3 separate regions of the Pan troglodytes genome follow, and all the other regions are linked to region 1. The links are chromatin contacts, called in public Hi-C maps. All regions are on one chromosome and are shown on one strand. The core of a region is the stretch at or near the end of the contact, and the rest is flanking DNA. Distances in the headings are between cores, read along the strand shown.

Evidence for each region. A called contact is a pair of places that touch in the nucleus more often than the background predicts.
Region 2: a contact with region 1 is called in a Hi-C map of induced pluripotent stem cells, with 1.9 times the contacts expected there. The contact joins two enhancer-like sites. A contact is called at or near these places in 2 of 7 Hi-C or Micro-C datasets (induced pluripotent stem cells and stem cell-derived neural progenitor cells), 1 of 1 datasets of contacts at active chromatin or transcription factors (stem cell-derived excitatory neurons) and 1 of 1 other capture datasets (stem cell-derived neural stem cells).
Region 3: a contact with region 1 is called in a Hi-C map of stem cell-derived neural progenitor cells, with 2.5 times the contacts expected there. The contact joins the promoter of TM2D1 here to the enhancer-like site in region 1. A contact is called at or near these places in 1 of 7 Hi-C or Micro-C datasets (stem cell-derived neural progenitor cells) and 1 of 1 datasets of contacts at active chromatin or transcription factors (stem cell-derived excitatory neurons).

The regions. Positions count from the first base shown.
Region 1 is chr1:169,953,514-169,957,421 of NHGRI_mPanTro3-v2.0_pri, forward strand. No RefSeq gene overlaps it. Among named protein-coding and RNA genes, the nearest start is that of NFIA, 27 kb to the left of the region's middle. Within about 2 kb of position 1,613, at least 16 of the 24 cell types and tissues checked have an H3K27ac peak or open chromatin away from gene starts, as enhancers often do. A contact at or near this core is called in induced pluripotent stem cells and stem cell-derived neural progenitor cells, where this site is marked.
Region 2 is chr1:170,721,268-170,725,175 of NHGRI_mPanTro3-v2.0_pri, forward strand. No RefSeq gene overlaps it. Among named protein-coding and RNA genes, the nearest start is that of C1H1orf87, 200 kb to the right of the region's middle. Within about 2 kb of position 1,909, at least 7 of the 24 cell types and tissues checked have an H3K27ac peak or open chromatin away from gene starts, as enhancers often do. A contact at or near this core is called in induced pluripotent stem cells, where this site is marked.
Region 3 is chr1:169,272,372-169,276,279 of NHGRI_mPanTro3-v2.0_pri, forward strand. TM2D1 (TM2 domain containing 1) reads left to right here and starts at 1,714. Exons shown (of 7, transcript XM_063817346.1): 1 at 1,714-1,913; 2 at 3,083-3,156. The coding sequence starts at 1,750.

The sequences.
Region 1 (3,908 bases), core at 363-2,862:
ACTTAGAGACCAGGCCCGCCAATATTCCAGTTAGAGTTAACGCTACCAGAAATATGCAGTGCTTTAGGATTCCAACTTGGGACTCGTTGAAGACCAGAATGTTACAGTCAATCTCGCCTTTCTCTTTTTGTTTCCAACACCCTACTTTCCCTTCAGTCTCTTTCCTCTTCGGTGTTCTCTACCTCTTGAAATATAAAAGTTTAATAAAAACACCACCCTATTCTATTTTTTAAAATAAAAGTTGACACTAAATTTGAGAGCTAGTGTTGCAACTAAGCTCTTCGGAAGTTTACCCATCTGTTCTCCAAACCTTTGATGCCTGTAATGTCAACCACGATTGCTTCTTAAAATTCACTAAAAGAAGTCTTTCAGTAACTTTGAAAAAGTGTAATAAATGCTAATGGGGGGGGGGGAACTCCCAACTCTGATGGATTTTACTTTCTCGGATCAAGGAGCAGGACTCCAAGCAAAAGAATAAACTTTATGTAGTTTATTTTTAAACTATTCTATTTTCAGTAGCGATTTCTCTTCCTTAGCTAAATTACTCAGCTTTGCTCAATTCCACTTTTACCTTTCCCCACACGTCCTCACTGACTCAGCAATTGTCACCGAGTGAGACCCTAGGCAGTGGGAAGGAGGCCCCCACAGATATGCTCCCTGGCTAAAGCGCTCAATTGAAGATCTGAGAAAATATCTTCAGAAACTACAAATGGAGCAAATCATTTACCTAATTCACTCAAGAGCTTCCACGGGAAGGACTCTGGAGGATGAGTGTCCTCCTAATGCGGTGCTAATGAAAAGCCCCTTAGCCGGCTCTCCGGCCGAGCGCCGGACCGCGTCTGCTCGGCGTCTACGGCGGAGCGACCCTGGTTGGCGGCGGCCGCGCATTCCCCCCCCACCTGCCCGAGGTGGCACGGCGGCCGCGGCGACTCCGGACGCCGCCGGGGCCACTCTCCGGAGCGCCGCCCTGCGACCCCGGACGCCCCCTCCCTGCCCCCACCCACCGGCGCGGGTCTTCCTCCCGCTCTTCCTCCTCCTCACCCTCCCCGGGGCTCTGTGTGGGGGGCCAGGAGGTGACTGGGGACGCTTCCTCGGTCGCGACTCCCGGTTCTCCGCGGCCTCCCGCCCGGGGGGGTTGGGGTTAAAATCTGGGAGTTCAGCTCTGCGGCGAAATCTCGGGTTCCCAGGGAGGGGCCGGAGGGAAGGAAGACCCCGCGGGGAGCGCGCCGGCCAGAGCCGCCCCCGCCCCGCGCGGCCGCTGTCCCGTGGGGAGGATGAAAGCGCAGGGCCCGGGCGGGGCCGCGGCGGCTCCAAGGGGCGGCGAGTGCGGGGCGGGGACTGCGGCGCTCGCGGTGACCGGGCCCCCCTTCCCAAGCCGCAGCTCCTGGCCCTGCAGGTGCACCCCCAGCCCCCTTTTAGGCCCCTCCGTGGAAACCGCCTTCCGGCCCAAGTTCTATCCTTTGAGGCTTTGAACCAGGCCTTTCAGAAGTTTTTTAAGCTGCCCCGCCCCGCCGGCACTCACGGGGGTCACAGTCCCCCATCCCTCCACCTCCGCTACAGCTGCCGGCGAAGCGGGTGCCGGGAGGAAGCGGAGTGGGGGCCAGCGGGCCGGCCCGAGGGTCGGGGACCGAAGCGCCGCCCCGGAGCGCCAGGCTCGGCCCCAGCGCTTGGAGATCGCGCCGCGTAGCCCGACCTCGGAGGAAGCGCGGGCCCGCCAGCCCCTGGAGAGGGGAGGGCAGGGGGGCTGAGAGAGGAAGAGCGCGCGGGGAGGGGGGCACGTCCCCATCACCGAGGTTCCTGCGCTCAGTTCAAGCCAGGGGACAACTTAAATTGGCCTTCAGGGGAGGCAGCTGGTGACCCGTGTCCTCGCCCTCCAAATTCCCCTGAGCGAAGCAGGGCGCCACCTACAGGCGAGCTCTAGATAGCAGGCAGGAGAAAGACGCGCCTGCAAAGTAATGTGGCCCCGTCCCAGCAAGCCTAGCAAGGCCTGTTGTGTCCACAGCCTCCTCTCAGCTGCCTGAGCCTGTACCGAGTTATAGGTCTGTTGGCAACAGCAAGAGCCCTGAGGGCACTCAGCGTGTGCTTTTGGGGAGTGGAGAACTGGGTGTTAATTTCAGGAATTGGGGGATTCCAGTATCAAAGAAGTAGCAGCTCTCATTGGACAGGCAGGTTGCACCCTGACAATTTTGGCTGCACTTTGACTCCAGTATCTCGACTCCAGGCTATTTTCATGGGATGCACTATGTTTCCTTGAGAATAGCTGTGTAGCCTTGGGCAAGTTACTTTATCTCCCTGAGTCTCTATTTCCTCATCCCTCAAAAGAGGGAATAGTGGTACCTGTCTGATAGAGTCATTGTGAGAATTTAATGAGAAGATGTAGGTAAGAAGCTGTAGGTGCCTTCTAAGGAATTTTCACCTATTTCTTTCTTTTTTAAAAATAGTTTTTAATTATTTTTTTATTTATTTTGAGTCGGAATCTCTCTCTGTTTCCCAGGCTGGAGTGCAATAGCGCGGTCACGGCTCACTGCAACCTCTGCCTCCCTGGCTCAAACAATTCTCCTGCCTCAGCCTCCTGAGTAGCTGGAACTACAGACACGCGCCTCCATGCCCGACTAATTTTTTGTATTTTTTAGTAGAGACAGCGTTTCACCATGTTGGCCAGGCTGGTCTCAATCTCCTGATCTCAGGTGATCTGCCCGCCTCGACCTCCCAAAGTGCTTGGATTACTGGGATTACAGGCCTGAGCCACCGCACCCAGCCAACTTTCACCTATTTCTAATGTGAAGACCCATCTTTTATTCTAAGAAATCTAACTTGTAAGACTGTTTAGCTTCTTTCTGTTCCTTGAAGATTAGGGCCTTAGAGGAAGTGGGAGAGAGCTAAGAGGTTTCAGTGTTTGAGTAGGAAACAGGATGGGTTACGGGGAGTTTTGATAACCAGCTTATCTCCTCATAGACAACGGCTGTAGGCCGGGTGCTGTGGCTCACATCTGTAATCCCAGCTCTTTGGGAGGCCGAGGTGGGCGGATCACCCGAGGTCAGGAGTTCGAGACCAGCCTGGCCAACATGGCGAAACCCCATCTCTAATAAAAATATAAAAATTACTTGGGCGTGGTGGTACATCTGTAATCCCAGCTTCTCAGTAGTCAAGCAGGAGAATCACTTGAACCTGGGAGGTGGAGGCTGCAGTGAGCCGAGATCACACCACTGTGCTCCAGCCCGGGCAACAGAGTGAGACTCTGTCTCAGAGAAAAAAAAAAAAAAAAAAAAGACAATGGCTATGTGGTGGCTCAAGCCTGTAATCCCAGTGTTTGGGAGGTGCGCGGGTCACTTGAGCCCAGAGGCTGGAGACCAGCCTGAGCAACACAGAGAAACCCATTTCTACAAAAAAAAAAAAAAAAAGCTGGGCGTGGTGGCCCATGCCTGTAATCCTAGCTACTTCGACAGCCAAGATGGAAGGATGGCTTGAGCCTGGGAGGCTGAGGTTGCATTGAGCTGAAATGGCACCACTGCACTCCAGTCTGGGTGACAAGCTAGACCTGTCTCAAAAACAACAACAAAACGAACCAAAAAAACCAAACAACATCTTATATTTGTGGATGACTTACTATTACTATTTACTATTTTTATTATCATTTGCCTCTATTAAATGATTTAATTATCATTTTCACAATCTCATATGGTGTACATTATCCCTATTTATTTATTTAAAGACAGGGTCTCTCTCTGTCACCCAGGCTGGGGTGCAGTGGCACAATCATAGCTCACCGCAGCCTCAAACTCCTGGGCTCAAGGGATCCTCCTGCTTTGGCCTCCCAAAGTGCTGGGATTATGAGCATGAGCCATTGCGTCTGGCCCATTATCCCAATTTTAAAGATGAGGAAACAAAGACATGGGATGCAAGCCATA
Region 2 (3,908 bases), core at 659-3,158, 770 kb after region 1:
TTAAATTGAACAACAAAAAATTTCTCATATGGTACTCTGCTTCTGATCTAAAAACTTGCTTTGGGATGAGGAATACAGGAAGAATGGTAATTCTTCTTATTTACCCTACCAAGGGAGATATGGTAAATAAGAATTGGACACAGTGGTTAATTCCAAATATCATTCCATCATATGAGCTGTTGTTATTTGTGATGTTACTAGCAGCCAGATCACACCATCTTCCTTAGCAATCCATTCTGCCCCTAGCATCACAGCTTTAAAATGGAATGGGGTACATTTCATAGACTCACAAAAATCCAGCTTTATTTATGTAGCAAGTTCAGATAAGTGATATGATTTGTTCAAATTCATACAGCAGAACCAAGGGTAGATGTCACTTTCAAGTTCAGGCTTCCTCCCAGACCAATTACTATTTTATTTTATTTTTCCAGACCAACATTTTGTTAACTGCTGATATCTTGTTTGTTGCACAATCCTTAAAGTCAGATTGTTTTCTTATCCTGGCCTTACTATTTGCTAGCTGGATGTACTTGAGCAAGTCACTTTACTCCGCTGAGACTTATATTCTAATCTGTTAGATAGAGACTCTCATCTGGGGGAAATAATATATGCCCCTTATAATCAATGTGATGATTATATGATTTAATTCATATAAAGGTTTTAGCACAGTGACTTGTATATGATAATTGCTCCATAATTTTTTTAACATTTTAGATAAAGTTGTTTTTTAAATGCTCACCTGGCTCTTGTTTTTCTCCCCTCCTTTGTAATTATAATTATTATGCAACAAATGTTACTGTGTTTTAAACACTATGTAAGGTAGATATTTTTAAAATAAGAATGATTATTCTCTAGGTTTTGTGAATAAGAAAGTAAATAAAATCCATCACTTTCTACACATGTACCCCACAAGTATATACAAATACGTAACAATGAAAACATTTTAAAATCCATAACTTCATAATTAATTTACTATGTTTTATTAAGTTTTTGAGGTTATTTATGTCGATTTTAAGCATATGGTAGAAACATTATGTAATGATATACTACTATGAATCTCTTTTCAATTTCGTGTTCAATGACATTACCTTGATTTTGAAATCAACCATGGTGGAAATATTTATACCATGAAAATTGGCAAATGCTGTAAGTCAGGGCTTGATGTATTGTTTTGATGATTTCGCTAGACTTGGTAGGTTAATAATGCTGTATTCTGTCTGTGACTATTGAGTCATAAACAACATAAATAACAGGAAATATTTTTCAGTATTAGTGGATCTAACACTATTAGTGAATTTAACAAAGATTCGGCTGATACCATTAACAAACAAGTGAAGTTTTAATATATGCCTTTGTCCATTCACTTTTTTGCTCCCTGTTAACATAAATGAAAATATCAAGCACCATTCATTTCACAATCACACTTGTTGATCAGTGAAGTAAGAGACATTTTTGCTGAACCAGACAGTATTTAAACGTTTATTTGCAGGCTGATGTTGTCAAATAATGGTTGGATTGCAATAATAACTTGGCCATGAATACAAGAGTTCAACAGAAATTAACTAATGTATTCTATGAGAATCAATTAGCTATATGGAATTTATAAAAAAGATTATTGTATATTTTATATATATAACATGTAAATTGTGTGCTACTTGTCCTGTATATGAGTGATATGTATAATAAACTTATGTACATGTACATATGCACATATTTTTCCCCCAGGGAGCTGGTTGTTAAATATTTATCAGCACACTACTGCCCCCAATTCATATCTACCTTCTAGTCATCACCTCTCTGGCTTTGGAGCAGATCATAAACTCTAGAATCCAGACACCAGCCAGTGCAGTACTTCACAAGCTCTGCAGTACTTCTCAGGATCTGTTTTCCCAGGATGACCTTGTGTGAGCTGTGAGTCATCAAAACCTGGTTCCTTTGATCTGCCCCGGGGAGAAAGGAATTATGTCCCTTTAACATGGACAAAACTCCACGGGACCTCAGCTTGCAAATTCAGGATTAAGAGAACTTGAAATTCACTGACATTCTACAAACTCAGAGCTAACGAAGCCTGTGAGGGTCATCCCTTCCAGAACTTTCGTCTTTATGGAATGAGTATCAGAACAGGCCAGTCTCAGGCTCATGTCTGAGTGATTTATCATTTTCATTCATCACCTCTAAGGCTGAGCTGGCCCCAGTTTCCCTTGTCTGGGCTATGGATGTCCCCTGCTGGAATCCAGAGCTCACTGCAGCTCAGGGAATTAGAACAAATACTGCGGCCGTAGATTCATTGTGTGTATGTGTAAGAACACACTCGCTGTCTGCGTGCCTCTCGACATGAAACCACTCTGGAAATTCACTCTCTTGTCCTGGTTTTACAGGTCGGCCCTCATTTACTGATTTCATGTCCCAAATGATTGAGAATCATTATTTATCAAGTCTTTTGAATAATGTCTACCACATGGTAAGTTCTCAATAAACATTTACTGAAAAAAATGAGCATATCCTTGTAAGGTACATTATGCGTGATCTAATTTCATCCTCAGAACAATCAAATAAATTAGGAACTATGGTTAACTCCTTCTTGTTTTCAGGTGTTGGAACTCAGGCCTAGAGGTTAGGTCACTTACATAAGGTCACTTAGCTTGGATGTGGCAGCATCAGCCTTAGGGCATAAGTGTCCCTGTCTGCAGGCTCGCTGCTCTGCTACAGCCTGCCATGCAAGTCTCCAAAGGGTTCCTTCTCCACAGCTTCTCCAAACAGAAATATCTGCTCCTTTTTGCTTTCGTATTTCCCCACTCCCAGTATTCACCCAGGGTGAATCTCGTCCTTTGTCCTGCTTGCTGTGTACCCTGGCCAAATCCCTTCGCCTTTCAGAGCCTGATTTTCTTCATCAGATAAATAAAGGGGATGGATTAGCTGACTCTTAATTTTAAAATGCCAATTCTAAAATGCTGACGCTTTCTGAATTTAATTTCAGGATAGACATGCTGAGGTCCAAATTGCTAGGGATTTCCTCTCTGGCCAAGGAAACATAACTCAGTCATATACTACTTGTGAGTTTGTATCAGGAGGATGAAATTAAGCCCCAAAGTCTGCACTGCCATTTGGGAACGTACTTTTTCAGATCAGAAGCCAATGGTCACTTACATGAGAGGTTATCAGTAGATGGACAAAAAGCACCATTTCTGTCTTCTTTCCAGTGAGCCAAAGCATGGTTGCCAATTCAGACAGCCAGTTGGGAGTTTTCAACATGTGACAAGCCCAAAGGCATTTCTGAAGCTGCCAGCACAGAGGCCTGTCGAATCTGCTAAGGAACCAGATGCAGCAGATAAATATCTTCCACAGCTTGGCATCTGGGGCCTGTGCTTGCCAGCTGAGAGAAGGGGCTGTGTTGCACAGTGCTGGGGGTGGGGAAGGCAGAGAGACAGCAGCTGAACAAATCACACGTATTTCTCATTGAAGTAGAAAAAAAGGCAATTCTAGAGAGCATTTCAAAATTCTAAAAGGACCAGATTAAATATGGATGGTTATATGTAGGTTATTATTATATGATGGACTGGATTATGAATAGGTAAGTTATATATTGTGGTCTTTGATACCATTGTTTCATTCAGTCTGTTGATATTATTTTGCATTTCTAGAATGCAATAGTCTTTATGCAATTCACTTAGTGCAATTACATTTACAAGACAATCTCTCTCTCACACACACACACACATACACACACGAATCTTGTATATCTAGCTCTGCACCAAATAAAAATTACAGAAATAAAGCATTCTTTTCATCATGAGGCAAAAAATGACTATGTGTTGAGTCATGTGTCCAGACTTTGTTTTTTCAAAAATATATTTCCCTTTTAGATTCTTCAAATGAATATTCAATTTCATCAATTTCCTCTCAATATA
Region 3 (3,908 bases), core at 464-2,963, 680 kb before region 1:
ATCCCAGCACTTTGGGAGGCAGAGGCGGGTGGATCACCTTAAGTCACGAGTTCGAGACCAGCCTGCTCAACATGGTGAAACCTCGTCTCTACTAAAAATACAAAAATTAGCTGGGCTGGTAGTGGGCGCCGTAATCCCAGCCTTTCGGGATGCTGAGACAGGAGAATAGCTTGAACCTGGGAGGCGGAGGTTGCAGTGAGCCGAGATCATGCCATTGCAGTCCAGCCTGGGCAACAACAGTGAAACTCCACCTCAAAAAAAGAAAATTTAAAAACGTAGTTTATGTTTAAATATTACTTCAAATAGTTGTATGTCTTCCAGAATATATATTCCAAAATGAGGCCAGGCACAGTGGCCCCACACCTGAAATCCCAGCACTTTAGGAGGCAGAGGCGGGCAGATCACTTAGGCCAGGAGTTCGAGACCAGCCTGGCCAACATGGTGAAACCCTGTCTTTACTAAAAATACAAAAATTAGCTGAGCGTGGTGGCGCACGCGTGCAGTCCCAGCTACTCAGGAGGTTGAGGCAGGCGAATCACTTGAATCAGAAGGCAGAGGTTGCAGTGAGCTGAGATTCTGCCACTGTACTCCAGCCTGGGTGACAGAGAGAGATTCCATCTTAAAAAAAAAAAATTTACTTCTCGTAAAACATTATACCAGTGTTCTCAAAGTGGGGGTCCCTGGACTAGCAACACCCACATCCCTTGGGATCTCCTAGAAATGGAAATTATCCAGTCCCGCCCTACATCTTTTGTATCAGAAACTCTGAGTGCGGGTTCTATCATTCTGTTTTAATAACTACTACAGGTGATTCAGATGCTACTCAAAGTTTGAGAACCACCAAAGTTAGTGCTAAAGTATGGATGAAGAAGCACCACTCAAGTTCAAATTTTTATATTGTTAGACCAAAAAAAAGATTAAACTTAACTTTACGAAAACATTTTTTTCTCACTGTTAAAGTTCCCCACCACAGAACTTTTAGAACATATAGAAATTTAAAAACAACAGATGGAGGAAAAAAAATCTTCAACTTTTCACTTAATCATAAACTATTTGGTTTCCTCTTGTTACAGTTTCCACCCCCCAAATTATCCCCCACCTAAATTGTCACTTTTTTTTTTTTTAAAAGGCGTAATGTCTCTCACAGTTTTTAAGTTCTGTTCGTGGCAGCCTTCCAAAATCCTTCTCTAAAGTTACAGGAGGACATTATGTCAATTAGTAAGAGCATAGATCTGAAATCTGGCAAACATCAATTTCATTCCGACTGAGTCACTTAGTGATTAAGGTCAGTGTGTTTCAGCGTCTTTGAGCCTTGTTCCTTATCTGTAAACCCAAAACCTATCAGGGCTAACTGCGATGATGTCAGGAAAGCATTGATTCCAACCTCTGGCGCCGCTGGCACTTTCAGAGGACCGAGAAGCCTCAGCTAAGGGCGCGGGAATGAGAAGCGGGTGAAGCACCTGATTGCCTAAACCACTCGTTTCCTTCCTCCAGCACTCAAAGATCAACCTTAGCTCCTTCCAAGGGTTCGTGGGGGAAAATTCGCCTCGAGGGACTGGGTACATGCATATTTTAAAAGGGTCTCCCAATGTGATTCCACGGGCTCACGGGCAGAAGAACGCGCGAAGAGACGGAACTGGCCTCTATCCTTTGCGAGGTCCCTTTAAGAACCTCGCCCTGTTGCCCTTCTCCCTCCCGCTCCTGGGCGGAGGCGGAAGCGGAAGCGGCGAGAAAGTGTCGGTCTCCAAGATGGCGGCCGCCTGGCCGTCTGGTACGTCTGCTCCGAAGGCCGTGACGGCCAGACTCGTTGGTGTCCTGTGGTTCGTCTCAGTCACTACAGGACCCTGGGGGGCTGTTGCCACCTCCGCCGGGGGCGAGGAGTCGCTTAAGTGCGAGGACCTCAAAGTGGGACAATATCCTCTGTGGAGAACACCCCCCCATGGAGGCGAGGTAGAGTTGGGGTCGCAGGTGGGTCGCTGCCGTCAGGACTGGCTAGGGCTGTACTGAGTGAAAACGATAATGTGATCTGTGGCTTCTAATGACTGAAGGATCCCTGAAGGTGAACACAGTTGTGGAGATGGGAGGGCCAGAGGCCACCCTTTGTGATTTCCTTATGATTTTACTAGTCATTGGCGCTTCCTCTTCTGATCCACTTGTTTTTTCTTTTTTATCAGTGTGCTTACTTGTTCAATAAAACATGTAGATCCTGAAGTATGCCAGGCCCCGTTCTAGACACTAGTAATACAAAGATGGATAGTCTCTTACCCTGGAAATGTTTGCCAACTCTTCCTAGGGGGAAGACAAGTAATAACGATCTAGCCAATGTGTTGCCCATTTATCGTTAACTTTATGTATATTATGCATATTACCTCATGTCATCCTCAAACTTCATGAGATGGTAGACTGCCAGACAGATTTCTTTCTGTTTTCTTTTTTTGAGACAGGGTCTCACTCTGTCGCCCTGGCTGGAGTACAGTGGCACGATCTCAGCTCACTGCAGCCTCCGCCTCCCGGGTTCAGTCAATTCTCCTGCCTCAGCCTCCTGAGTAGCTGGGACTACAGGCATGCGCCACCACACCCGGGTAATTTTTGTATTTTTAGTAGAGACAGGGTTTACGCCATGTTGGCCAGGCTGGTTTTGAACTCCTGGTCTCAAGCGATCCGCATCCCCCTCACCATGAGCCACCGCGTGGGGCCTCAGTGGATAAATTTCTGTTGCACTTTGTAACCTTGGGTGACCTATTTGAACTCTGTTTTCTCATGAGTAAAAACGTGGATAATTATGGGGCAAATTTAAAGGTTTATTGTAATGTTTATGTATTATTATATTATTTGTAGAGACAGACTTCTCGTTATGTTGCCCAGGCTGTTCTTCCCAAACTCCTGGGCTCCAGTGATCCTCCTGCCTCAAGTATTACTTAGCAATACTAAAAGTATATTTGTACATATGCTTATTGACTTGGACAAACTAGCAGCCTCTATTTACATGTGAATATCAACATGAGTATATAATATGAATAGTAAAGGCATGATAATGTGTTGTGTTGGAATGTAGTCCGTATTTCCTTAACTTTTTTTTTACATATATTTGTAAAGATCCAAAAATAAATGACGCTACGCAAGAACCAGTTAACTGTACAAACTACACAGCTCATGGTAAGACTTCAAGAAACATGTCTTTAAAAATAATTTTAAAAACATTATTTCATAGGTCAATGTATGATCACTAAAGGCAATTAATAAATGCATTTTTTCTAAATTATAACATTATTATTCAGTTTCCAGAGTAACTTAAAATTGGAGAACTACCTAGGGGTTGTCAGTATTTAATTTAAAAAAGAATCTTACTTGTTCTGAAATGGTGAAATTTCACCATATAAACAATAATAGGGCTGGACGTGGATGTTCCCAGATTCAGTTAGGCGAGTGTACTTATATTTTATATACTTTATTTTCCCCAAATTAATAAGCATATCATTCCCTTACATGGAAAGTCTTCCTTTTATTTTCCTTTAGCTCTCCACTTATATCATCTATGAATACTTACCTGATAGTTCTTGGCTAGTGCCATAATACCTACAAGTCCTTTATGCTTCCCAGCAACTTCATCATTATCGTTTATGTCACTTTGATAAATTTCATTTCTATTACTTTGATTATATTACTTTGGTTTATATTTGATTATATTTATTTGATTTGGGGTATGTGTTTATGTGTGTGTATTTAACATTCAGTTGGCACCAAAATGATTTTTTACATGTTTATGAATTTATTTATCAATAATTCTTAAGTGGATTCAACATTTTATTCCAGAGGACACCTAACTGGAGGGCAGGAGGGCAGACTTCTTTTGGGGTAGAAATTCTTTTTAGTTGTGTCATTTCCTTTGAAATCTCTATATATACAAA